2 separate regions of the Sus scrofa genome follow, and region 2 is linked to region 1. Evidence: chromatin contacts called from public Hi-C data. All regions are on one chromosome and are shown on one strand. Each heading gives the region's core, a stretch centred on a gene start, on an enhancer-like site or on the middle of the called end of the contact. The rest is flanking DNA. Distances are from core to core; before and after follow the strand shown. Region 1 holds the start of EHBP1 (EH domain-binding protein 1). Region 2 has its middle 76 kb from the start of EHBP1.

What was found. A called contact is a pair of places that touch in the nucleus more often than the background predicts.
Region 2: a Hi-C map of mesenteric adipose tissue shows a contact between it and region 1, with 1.5 times the contacts expected there. The contact joins the enhancer-like site here to the promoter of EHBP1 in region 1. A contact is called at or near these places in 5 of 47 Hi-C or Micro-C datasets (embryonic fibroblasts, fibroblasts, mesenteric adipose tissue and 1 more).

Annotation. Positions count from the first base shown.
Region 1 is chr3:79,257,626-79,264,217 of Sscrofa11.1, forward strand. It overlaps EHBP1 (EH domain-binding protein 1), which reads right to left and starts at 4,265. Exons shown (of 25, transcript XM_021087470.1): 1 at 4,135-4,265.
Region 2 is chr3:79,334,154-79,340,745 of Sscrofa11.1, forward strand. No RefSeq gene overlaps it. Among named protein-coding and RNA genes, the nearest start is that of EHBP1, 76 kb to the left of the region's middle. Within about 2 kb of position 3,063, at least 15 of the 83 cell types and tissues checked have an H3K27ac peak or open chromatin away from gene starts, as enhancers often do. A contact at or near this core is called in mesenteric adipose tissue and subcutaneous adipose tissue, where this site is marked.

The DNA.
Region 1 (6,592 bases), core at 3,015-5,514:
CTCCCCGCGACCGTCCCCCACCCTACAAAACCCTGCCAGAGCCGCCGCTCAGCGCCCAGCACCCCCTCCCCCGCCTTTCTCCTCAGCCACCATCATCATTACCTCCCCCGCCGCACCTCTCACACTAACCCTACCCACGGCCGCTCAACCTCCGTCCGCCCCGCCGCCATTGGCCAGGTCCCGCGCTTGTCCCGCCCACCTCGGCGCTTGGGCCTTTGAGCGGCAGGGACACCTCATTGGCCGACAGGATGCCCATCACAGGGCCCCACCCTCCGCCCCACCCCGCCCCCACTTCTGGAAGTGTTTTTCCCCCAGCCAGAACGCGGCTCACAGGCTACCCTTCTCTTAAAAAAAAAAAAAAAATTGGAACCCAATGAGGACAATCCCACCCATTCCTTTGATTGGCTTGGAGAGGAAAGCGATAGGTGGGAGGAGTAAAGGAGTGTTTATAGTGAGCTAGAAGGTGGTTGCTGAAGGTGGATGTCGGTCAAAGGCGTGCCGGGTGAAGGGCGGGGTTTCTGGTTTAAGTACGAGAGCCGAGGGCAGGACTGCCTTCACTGCAGCTGTGGGCAGTGCGGTTACGGTGGTGTTCTCTACAGTTCTCTCCGCCGCTCGCTACTAGGGTGTTTCCTCTCACAGCCCCGTTTTCACCTCCTGGGTTTTTTCCTCTAATTGTAATGAGCCGGCCAGACGCCCCCACCCCCCCACCTCTCCGTCCCCAACATTCAGTCAACTGGTCCTCAATGGATTCAATAAGCTGACTGTAGATGGAGTTGGGAGTGGTTGGTATAGGCAAAGAAGAGAATAACCTAAGGAGGGTGTGAGGACAGGGGCGCTTAACCTTGTTAAAAGAGTCAAGGACCCTTTTGAGAATATGATAAAAGCTATAGATACTTTCCCAAGGAGGGAAATGTGTCCTGTCATAAAACACAAAAATTTGCTTTCAATTTTAGGTTGTTCACAGACCTCTGGTGTAAAGAGGACAAAGAATGAAATCTGGCAGGAATCCCAACATTTGAGGAAGAAGCCAGGTTAACGAGAAAGAGACTGAGGAGGGAATGGTCAGAAAAGTAGCAGCACCCTACAAGCAATGGGCAATAGTTTGAAAAAAGAAAGGGAAGCTAAAATATGAAAAGAAAATAAGCAAGCTGGATCCTGGAAACAAAGGTCATTTATAATCTTACTAAGGATAGAGAGTAGGGAGTATGGACAAAGTAGCTTGAAAGGTGTTAGGATCTAGGGCAGTATTCTTGGAAGGACTGGAAGGAGGGCAGTGATGGGGAGAACTTGAGCTCATCTGAAGACATGGGGCGGCAAGAAAAGGAGAGATACCGAATAATCAGGAGAGATGGGAAGATATAGAAGGCTTGAATCTAGTATCTAATTCTATTTCCATTTGCAATAAAGTGATCTAATAATACCACAAGAACACAATGTACATTTTACAGAAATGGGCATAGATATCACTTATTTTACTATAGTCTTAATTTTTAAATATTAAAATAACCATAATATATTGATTCTTATTTTGTGGAATCAAAGAGTTCTCTGGTGCCCTTCCTGAGTAGTTTACTAAGTCACTACAACCTATAGCTATTATGATCTCATATAGTGATATATTCTGCATCATTAAAAGATTTTAAGTGTATGAGGGTTTCTTTAGTGGCTAATTTATAGAAATGGTCATAACTATTTTAATCTAATTTGCCATTCAGGAACAACCCACATGATAATTAGGAGGACTTTGCATCCTTTCTAGTATTATTGTTCTTCAGAAGTTCTCAAACTTTCTCATGTGGTTATCTTGTTTGGGGTGTGTGTGTGTGTGTGTGTGCTGCCACACCTGTGACATGTGGAAGTTCCCCGCCAGGGATAGAACCTGCACCACAGGAGCAACCCAGATGACTGCTGCAGTGAAAACACTGGATACTTAACCCTTTGCACCACAGGAGAACATCTATCCTGGTTTCTTTTAATACTCTTTCCCTTCCTTGAAAAAAAGAAGTGTATAGGTTTACAGGGAAGCTTTCTCAAGTTGTGAAAAATTTCAAGAGACTGGCAAAGAGTTTCTTATAAGACAGTTATTCATTTTAGGGGATTTTTCTTGGATGTAAATGCTTCTTGTTCATCCTAGCTGCAAAGGTAGCTAAGAAGAAATCAAGTTTAGAAACGAAGGAATTAAAAGCAGACCTTGACATTGTCCTGTTGCTGAGCTCAAGTTCACAGGCTCCTAGATGTCCAATATAGAGCAGCCGCTTCTTCCCTCATAACTTTTTTTTAAAATAAACTGTCTGCTAAATAAATTTATTGGAGAACCTTAAATACAGAATAGTTCAAGATTTTTTGGTCCACTTAGCTGATACTGAACACCAACTGAGCATTGGTCGTATTAAATGCTATTAATTGTGCGTAAAAGATAACAGTCCCCGGAGTTCCCGTCGTGGCGCAATGGTTAACGAATCCGACTAGGAACCATGAGGTTGCGGGTTCGGTCCCTGCCCTTGCTCAGTGGGTTAACGATCCGGCGTTGCCGTGAGCTGTGGTGTAGGTTGCAGACGCGGCTCGGATCCCGCGTTGCTGTGGCTCTGGCGTAGGCCGGTGGCTACAGCTCCAATTCGACCCCTAGCCTGGGAACCTCCATATGCCGCGGGAGCGGCCCAAGAAATAGCAACAACAACAACAGACAAAAAGACAAAAGACAAAAAAAAAAAAAAAAAAAGATAACAGTCCCCGTTCTCAGAGAGTTTTTAGAAACAGATGTTCAGCATACATGAAAGAAACTAACAGATTTCTTAACCTCTCTGAGTCCCAGCTTCATATTCTGTCAAACGAATAATCATGCTTACTTTTCTGGGATGTTGAGAAGATGGAAGATACATATGTAAAGTAGTATGTGAAGTGCCTGACACATAGTAAACAGTTAATAAATGGTTATTAATAATGTACACCATTGTGTTTGGTAGGAAATACAATAAAAAGATAACAAATAATAAACGGTCAAAAAATAGAACTTCGACAATACTTGGGCAATATTTAATTGCTACCAAACATCCCTACTTCAAGGAATAATGGATTTCAAAACAAATTGTTTTAACATTGTCTCCCATTAACTCAGTGATTACCAAGAGTGGAACAGCAATAATTTACAAAGGCTAAAAAAATCATTACTAAGAATTCACTTATCTTCAATCCTGCAACCACCTTCCATGCTACATATCCTTAGAGATGGCATTCTAGAAGTTACCTTCTTAAGGTTCCATTCCCCCTAACTACCTGCCTTCTTCCAAGGGGGAATTGCCCACTATGCTTCTGCCCTTTTTTAATCCTCTGTTTACTGCTGTCTTGATTTATCAACCCAGGCTTAATCTGCATGTGAGAGACCTGTGGATGCAAATTACTTTAATTGTCCGGTCCATTTGACCCAGGTGTTGACTACAAAAGATTTTTTACTTAACAGAAGATTCAACACTTAGAGTGATTTCTATTTTGCCTTTAAATATCATCAGGCTTACAGTAAAGATACAATACAAAAAAATAAGTGGAAAATGCCACCCCAAAACTTCAAATCTTCTCTGTTGTGACAGCTTTGAAATGATAGAAATTATTTTCAATAAAGCAGCTTTGCTAGTCACTGTTTCAGAAACACCCCAAATGGAGATTCTACTCTCTGAAAGGCAACCACAGGCTTGAATTATTATCATTCCTAATAATAAAATTCTTGTCCTTGGGTTTTTCAGTTTTTGCAGTAATAATTGTCAGAGGTATTATTGCAGAATTTAACTACTAATAGAATTTATCTGTGCCTTAGTCATAATAATAAGATTTACTTGCAACAATAGTACCAGGTTTTTGTATTGTGTTTTCCAGTTACCATAGCAGCTATACAATACACAACAATATTACTGCAATTTTTAACTGCTAATGAAATTATTTTTTTAAATCCATAGCAAACAAATTTTACTCTGATAATCCCACAGCAATGTTTATATCCTTAAAAAACTTACTGCGGCAGGCTAATACTTTTGAAATATTAATTGAGGTTTTTGTAGTAGTTTTTTCCCAGCTACTTCTTTTTATCCTATGGCTTTTCTTCTCCTATACCCCACCCAAAGATACCCTCAGCATCACACTCACCCTCAGTTAGGCTGCTCTTTGATCATTGTTTCAGGAAAGCGGTAGAACAGAATGCAGAGAAGCAGGGACTTTTCCTTGTTTTTGAGTTTCAAAACCCTAGTCCTTTAGGGAGTAATGAAATGGATCCAGTTAAAGGCTTGTACTGTTCAATCCTAACCTCTAGCCACATGTGACTACTGAACACTTGACATGTGGCTAGTTCAAATTGAGATGTGTTGTAGGTATAAAATATATACCAATTTCAAAGACAGTATGCAAAAATGAAGGAAATATATCTTATTAAAAAGTTGTATATTGATTACCTGTTGAAATAATAATATTTTAGATCTATTAGATCCAGAAAAAGACATTAAAAATTAATTTCAGCCAGTACTTTACTTTTTTATGTGGCTCCTGGAAAATTTTAATTATACATGTGGCTTGCTTTATTTTCCTGTTGGACAGTGCTGGTAGAGACAATGGTAAGACTTCCTTTCACAGAGATGAGAAATGGATTTCCTGGACTGGAAGGGGAAGAAGAAGCTTTGTGAAAAGTAATGAGAGGCTGGGTTCTAGTGAACCCCAGAGAACAGGACTCACTGCCCTCATTCTCACTGGATTCTGGCAGAAGCCTTGGAGAAGGGCAACTGAAATGGCGGAATCTATCTATGGGATCTGAGAGCTGAGAGAGATCATTTTTCCTTGTTAGAGCCCTGGGGAGGTGGCAAGACCATAAAGAGAAGAAAAACCTGGGCCATATGTCTAGTTTAGCCAAGACCTCAGAGCAGCACAATTCAATACAACTTTCTGTGATGAATGAACAAAATGTTCTGTACATAGCTGTCCAACTCAGCGGCCTCTAGCCACTGCGGCTATGGAGCACTTGAAAGGTGGCTAGCATAAATGAGGAAGTGGAGTTTTAACATTCTTTAGTTTTAATTAATTTAAATTTAAATAGCTGCATATGGTAGCTACCAGAATGGACAGTGCAACATTCCATAGTAACGTGGAGGTTCTAGAAGCCCAATATGATGATCCCCAGGCACCTAAAAGGGTACAGAGGCAGCAGAAGGCACCAGGCCTCCAGGGACCCTGCTGGCAGATCAAGATCAACCCAGCAACCATCTGGGGTGCTAGCTGCCAATGAGGAAGCATACAAATTGGAAATCTGAGGGGACTCAGCATGGTAGAGGAGGAGAAAAGATCAAATGTCCCATCCCTTTCCTCTGACAAAGTAATCATACAAAAGTCTTCTCAATTTAGATGCATTTCCTGCCAACATTGACTATGATTAAGTGTCTGCCGCTCTTTGTGAAATTGGAGCTTGTAGAAATCAGGCTGAGTTATGGAAAAATGAAATTATGTTTCTTGCAAGCCTGAATTTTTTTAGATTGAGATCTGTACCTCCTATATAAGTGAAAGTAATAATTCAAAACAAACAAACAAACTTAGAAACCTGTGTTTATTCTCCTAAAAGGCAGCCCTTTTTTTAATCTGTCATTATAGTACCAAGTTCTTTGATTGACATGAAAGCTCAGAAAAGCTGCATCAGAAAACTGTCTTTCAGAGTTCCCTCTGTGCCTCAGTGGTTAACGAATCTGACTAGCATCCATAAGGACGCAGGTTCGATCCCTGGCCTTGCTCAGTGGGTTAAGGACCCTGCGTTGCCGTGAGCTGTGGTGCAGGTTGCAGATGCGGTTTGGATCCCACGTGGCTGTGGCTGTGGCTGACCCCTAGCCGGGGAACCTCCAGGTGACATGGGTGTGGCCCTAAAAAGTGAAAAGAAAAAAAAAAAAAACCTGTCTTTCAACTAAAAGCAGAATATCCTCTTGTGAAATTATTTATGTTCCAGTTACCCATGAATGAATGAATCTTTACTTGTCATAAGGAATTTTTGCACATGGAACCTGAGCTGGCACTAACTGTAGGTCATATTCTAAATACCCAATTTTGTCCAGCCCCACAACAACTAGGAAAGGCCAACCTGGGCCTGTTTGGTGGAGAGACAGGAGCATCCTTGACCACCTTGAAATTCAAATAGGGACAGAAACAAGTCTACAGATGCCATCCACTGGTAATTCAAAAGGCCTGACTCTTGTTAATTGAAAGCAACACATGGATGATTAGAAGGCTGAGAAATTTAAGAATAGACATGAAGATGATGTTAAAAATGCGGATACTCAAAACTTTAGCAACACAGCACAGACATCAATCAGCTAGAGTGGAGCCATAAACCATCAGCTCAGCTATCCTATTGTGGCCCAGATAAATATCACCTCTGACTCCAGAGTACCTCTGCTAGTCTATACCATCCTCTCAGTCTGGCCCTTCAGATTACTCAAGATAATTTCATGATGGTAAAGCCCCAGCCTACAAATGCTGTACATACCAAGGTAAATGAAATTAATCAGAGATAATTTACACATTGTCAATAAATTGACCATTACTGGGATTATTGCAGAAAAGGATTGAGTTGGAA
Region 2 (6,592 bases), core at 1,813-4,312, 75 kb after region 1:
TATTTTTCAAAAGAATACAAAACCTCTAATTCGAAAAGACATATGCACCCCTATGTTCATTGGAGCATTATTTACAGTAGCCAAGCTATAGAAGCAACCTAAGTGCCTATTGATGGATTAATGGATAAAGAAGGTATGGTGTAATTATAGACATGGACTACTACTCAGTCATAAAAAAGAATGAGATCTTGCCATTTGCAACATGGGTATCCAACCTTGAATATAATATGTTAAGGGAAGTAAGTCAGACAAAGAAAGACAAATACTGTATAATTTCACTTTTTTGAGGCGGGGGGGGGGGGCTTTTCCCACAGCACATGGAAGTTCCTAGGCCAGGAATCAAACCCAAGCCACAGCTATGACCTGAGCTATAGAAGTGGCTGGATTCTTAACCCACTGCACCACCAGGGAACTCCTTTTATGATTTCACTTTTATGTGGAATCAAAACAAATAAACAGGGAGTTCCCATTGTGGTGCAGTGGAAACGAATCCAACTAGGAACCATGAGGTTGTGGGTTCAATCTCTGGCCTTGCTCAGTGGGTTAAGGATCCAGTGTTGCCGTGAGCTGTGGTGTAGGTCGCAGACACAGCTCGGATCTGGTGTTGCTGTGGCTGTGGCATAGGCCGGGAGCTGTAGCTCCGATTAGACCCCTAGCCTGGGAACCTACATATGCTGTGAGTGCAGCCCTAAAAAGCAGAAGAAAGAAAAAAAAGTTTAAAAACAACAACAACAAATGAACAAACAAAACAAACTCAAAAATAAAGAGAAGAGATTGGTGGTTATTGGACGTTAAGGGGTTGAGGGATGGGCAAGATAGGCAAAGAGGGTCAACAGTCTGGTGAAGGATGGCAACTAGACCTTTGGTGATGATTACTTTGTGGTACATACAGATGTGAAATTATAATGTTGTATACCTGAAACATATAAAGTTACATACCAATTTTACTTTAATTTTTAAAAAATTAAAATGAAATAGGAAGAAATGACCAAGAAATGGTTACAGAACATGATGATTTTTTTTATATAGTCACATGATGGGTAACTGTTTTGCCCTAGTCAGCAAATTAATAAGTTAGTTTATAAACTCAACAAAGCTTTATATTATATAACATTTATATTTTATCTAATGTGGTGTTTGTAGTCTTGCCAGGAAAATTTAGGTATTTGACCCTTAGTTTTAAATTCAGCTCTGGATTTATTACATCATTGTTTCTATGGAGAAACTCAGTTTCTCTTATGCAATTATGTAGCACACTGGAAAGAATGAATATTTGTGATATTATTATTCAAAATTATAGTTTATTTCTTAGTAGCTATATAACCTTTTAAATAAGCATAAAATACTATTTTTGGAGCAAACCTGACATTCAAACTATAATTTTGATAGTTACAGCAATGTCAACCCAAGGTGTTAGACTATAGCTTCAACTCCTGACAAACATCATATTTTTATTTCCTGATTCAATTTTACAATAGCATTGCAATCTCATACTAGAGCTTAGCTGAAAGACCAAGAAGCATAAGTCAGTCATAGTTATTAAAAAAAAAAAGGCCAAGTTTTCCACACAGTAATGTTTGATCCCAAACTTTCTGCCCTTCTTCTTCCCCCGTGCAGTGTTGCTGATTAGCTTAAGGTAAGAGGAGAAGTATTTAAGACAATATTACTAGAAATGTGCCCTCTCTCACCATTTTGATTTAATATTGCTTTGGGAGTTTAGGGCAATGTAAGAAGAGAGGTAAACTTACCCAAGAGAAATAAATAGTGGAAGAAACAAACAAAAATCACTATTTGAAGACAAATGATTATGTTTCTAACAACATACCCAAGGAATTGGCTAAAATTTTTAGACTTACTACAATAATAAATGGCCAGATAAAATATAAAATATAGAAAAACTATTAAGAATCTTAACACAAAGAATTACTAACTAGGAAAACCTAATTTTAAAAAAGAGATCCAATTTACAAAAGCAATAAAATATATATAAAAAAGAGTAGATTTAATAAGTGTTTGGCAACACAAACATAATAAAATGTACTGGGCAATAACATATGGGAATAATAAAATATCCTAAAGATGTCCTTTCTTAATATGTTCTTTTTAAATGTAAGGCAATTCCAATCAAAATTAACACGGAATTTTTTTAGGATTTAAAAGGAATGTCATAGTATTTATTTAGAAATGTGAAGAAGTGAGGGTAGCAAAAATATTCTAAAAAAAAGACAAGACAATGAGAAAACAAAATACAAATATGTCAAGTGAAACAGAAGAGATACCTCAGAAATAGGCTCTGTTATAAGGATTAAAAACTGACCAAGCACAATGCAAAAACAATAGAGAAGATTTTAAAATACATACTTGTAGAAATCATTCACTAGAAACTTGAATTATTTTAGGTCAAATATTTCATATCACCCCCCCCCCAAATAAATACCAGAAGTCTTAGGTAACTAAATATCTTTACACTCAAAAATAAGCAAATAAAAAAGCCTGAGTTAATGTTGGATTGCTAGAAGATGAATGTTTTTTGAGTTGGAAGCAATAGAAGAAATTACAAAGGAAGGGATCATAGTTTCATACTTAAATTTAAAAACCCATTTATTCAACTTTAAAATAGGAAAACTAGATAGAAATTAGAGAAATGCATTAATTTTTTGGTCTACTAGAACTTGTGAGGCCTGTTTATCCTTTGCACCTTGCACGGGGCTGGACACACTGTAAATGTTCACTAGATATTTGTTGAATGACTATCGCAATAATTAAGTAAGTAGAATTTGATTAATTACGTAAGACAAAGTAGTGACCCTAGAGTCCAATTAGCTAGCTGCAACTAAGAATGATGAATGAAAATTAATTTCTTTGGCCCCGATGCAAAAGAACCCCACATAGGAGGCCAATCAGCTGAGGAATGGGCAAATGATGGGAACAACAGGTGGGCTCCAGAACTGCTATCAGACCAAATCATGTCACACTATAAGCATCAGATGTTGGCGGGTGAGGGCAGCCAAGAGGCCACACTGGCTAGGGTCAGTTAGCAAATGAATGGCTTGACTCAATCAAGAAATCTTGTTCAACCTGGGAGGCCCAGAGATCAGGGTGCTGAATGACAGAGCTTATAAACAAGCAGATTCAGCTGCTAAACAAAGGGCATGATTGTGTTTAGGGAGGAGAGAGACGGAGGACCACATATTTCTTGTCAGTCTTTTTCTAGGATAATTACTCAATGGAGTGAAGCATCTTTAACCACTTAGACTTGGCTGCTGCATCTTTCATCTGAGACAATTCTCTGACAAGAGGGATTTTAACATCAATATATGATTGTTTGCAATGTATAGTAAGATATATTCATTCAAAATCACTTAGTAGCTGGGGAGTCTAGGTGGCAAGATGTTTCTGCATTATTTTTAGTCTACTTTGTGCTGATAGCTCACAGCATCCAATACATTTTTGCTGAATCAGTAAGTGAATCGGGCATCATTTGGATAAGGCCCCAAAATAATCATTTTGGTTCTGTCAACATCTAGTTTTCCAGTTTGGTGTTAGAAACATAGGGAACTGATCTAATGTTTTCTAAGAATATGACTATATGTGTTTTCATCTTTTTAGCCCTGTTTTCCCAGGGTGATGAAAATAAACACATTAAGTTGGAAGCACAGAAATGTCCATCTTCACTGCATGCCTGGATCCAGTGTTTCTCTGCTATAATGATATCCCCATAGGCCTATCTAGAACAATTTTCCTACTTGTCACCTAGATTGGAGGATAGATCCTTCAAAATGAGTAGAATTTGTCATTGTTGCTACTATTATTACTTGATCAGCAGAAAGGTTATTGGCTAGAATGGGCTAGGATGCCCTGGCAAATCAGTCATTTCCTGGCTATGCCTATAGCAACTTGGTAAGTACAATGAGGAGAGGAGAACAGATTAAAAAAAAAAAAAAATTTCAAGGTCCATTCTTTTATTCAAGGTCAAAACTACAAAATTCTTAGCTATTGGATCCTAAAGTGCTTGTTTCCTCGTAATCCATTCCAATAGGAGAGAAGATTTAAAAAAAAAAATTGTGAAATAGCTCGTAATGATAGGACCAGTGTTAAGCACATGTAAAATGGATATTTCTACATAGCAGCAGGATGAGAGAAACTGATATGTCAAATATTTTAAACTCCATGATCAAATTGGAATAATATCAAACATGATTGTAATCTGAGGCAACAGAATTCAATTTTCCTTGCATTATGGAGATTTCTCTGAGCAGACCCAGGTTAAATGACTGCTCTGAGGTTGATGACACACCGATTCCTAGTGCCAACAATGACTTCAGCCTGATGGCAACCTTTACAAATTGCTTCCTGTAAATTCTTTGCGAAAATAACAAGCAAATCATTTTGCTTGAGAGTGACTTTTAGCTAAGGGACTCCACCCAACAATCTGGATTTAATAAAACAAACAAAAAAAACTTTGGTATTACAAACATCTTTTTTGAAATGCAAGTTCCCCACATAAGTTTTTGTAAAAGCAAAGCATTTTCACTTTCTGTTCATTGAAAACTGAATGGATCCTTATGCATGGCCCAGTGGTTACTTAGTTTTTCTGATGAGTTGGCAGGGAGGGGTGGAAGGGGAGAGAAGATCACTGAAGAGCCACATGTATATATAAGATATTCAGGATAATATTTACAAAAGACTTTAAAGCCATAACCAGTGGCTTGGTAATTCAGTCATTTATCCATTCACTTACTCAGCACTTAATATTTAATAAGTACTAGGCATTGCTGTAGGCTCCGGAGATACCATAGTTGAACAAAACAGACAATACTTGTGTTCTCATGGAACTTACATTCTAGTGAGCTAGACCATAAGCCAAATATTATGCAAAGCACACTTTCTTTAAAGAGGACACTGGGTTTAATGGGCAAGGTAGAAGAATGATTTGCTTACAGAAGATTAGGGGTTGGGAACATTTATGTCTCTGTGATAGGTAGTAGATAAAAATCACACTAGTAAATATTTAAGCTTGGCATTGCTCAGATATGATATATAATTTATGATCTAGTTCCTGAACTCAAAGAACTTATGATTCTAACATATAAGGTGTTCCTGCACATAACACAGGCAGAGAGGGAAGAACAATCAGATATTTTGTATACCATCTGAGTCAGAGCTGAATCATTGCCTTCAGGGTTATAACTGGGGTGAGTGACGTTTAGAATGTTTGGGCCTTTAGGAATTCAAATAGAAATAGGAATTCTTTGACACTGTGTCCTTTCCTATTTGGTAAAACAAAACAAAACAAAAGAAAAACAAACCCAATGTAGTCATCGGCATGACAGGGAAAGTGTGTGTGTATGTGTGTTTCAAAAAATGTCAAATCTGCTTTGTTCATTCTAATGAAATCACTATGATTAAAAGAGGTAGAAACAGAAAATCTGGCAGGTTTTTAAGAAATGGTCATACAATGAAGAAACTTGGGCTTTATGAAGGTAAAACCACAAGACGTCTTTGGGATAATATCTCTGAAACTTTTTTTCTGATTTTCATTCCTACTTACTCTTTTTTTCAACTTTCCTCTTTTCAATATTCTTTGCCAGCTGCAATCATCAATCAGGGCTTACGGTTGTTTTCATCATATCCAGATATATTGGCTTCAGAGCTCATGAAATCAAAATCAACCTTATGCTTCTGCTACTCTTCTGGAGGCCACCAGGACTATACTTCACATCTCCTCAAACTCGGAGAAGAAACAGCTTTCTTAAGAACAACCCCTTTGTTGTTGCTGTTGTTGGTTGTTTGTTTGTTTTGTCTTTTTGCCTTTTCTGGGGCCGCTCCTGGCACATATGGAGGTTCCCAGGCTAGGGGTCTAATTGAAGCTGTAGCCACCGGCCTACGCCAGAGCCACAGCCATAGCAACTCGGGATCTGAGCCAGGTCTGCAACCTACACCACAGCTCATGGCAACGCCGGATCTTTAACCCACTGAGCAAGGCCAGGGATCGAACCTGCAACCTCATGGTTCCTAGTCGGATTCGTTAACCACTGCGCCATGACGGGAACTCCCAAGAACAACCCTTTTAATAGCCCCAATCACAGTTGCTTGTTGTTCAAAATGGAGCCTCCCAAGTCTTTTTCTCCTGTGCTTGTAAGAGCACTTACTCATCTAACAAACGCATGTTGGGCACACACCTTATGGCATTATGTGTGGGTACCTGCGCCTACGAAGATGTTAAAAGGTAGATAGTTATATGTACATTTATAGAGCTTATGGCTAAGAAAGGGGCCAAGCACCCAGATAAGCTATTTAAAAATGCGGCAAGGAGAAAGCACCACAAGAGAGAGACAAATGAAGTACCATATTTGCTCTGAGGAAACTTCTGGTTGGGGGACTCAAGAAGATAGCTTTGGAACAAGAATTTTGAGGGAAAGATAAGATTGCAACAGATCAGGGACAGATGAGCAGATATAAGTTTACCTTTTTTAGTTATACTTTTCCTTTTAGTATATTACACAGTCCTCCCCATTCTTTCTTTTTCTTTTTTTCTTTTTTTTCTTTTTTTTCTTTTTTTTTCTTTTTTGTCTTTTCTAGAGCCCCACCC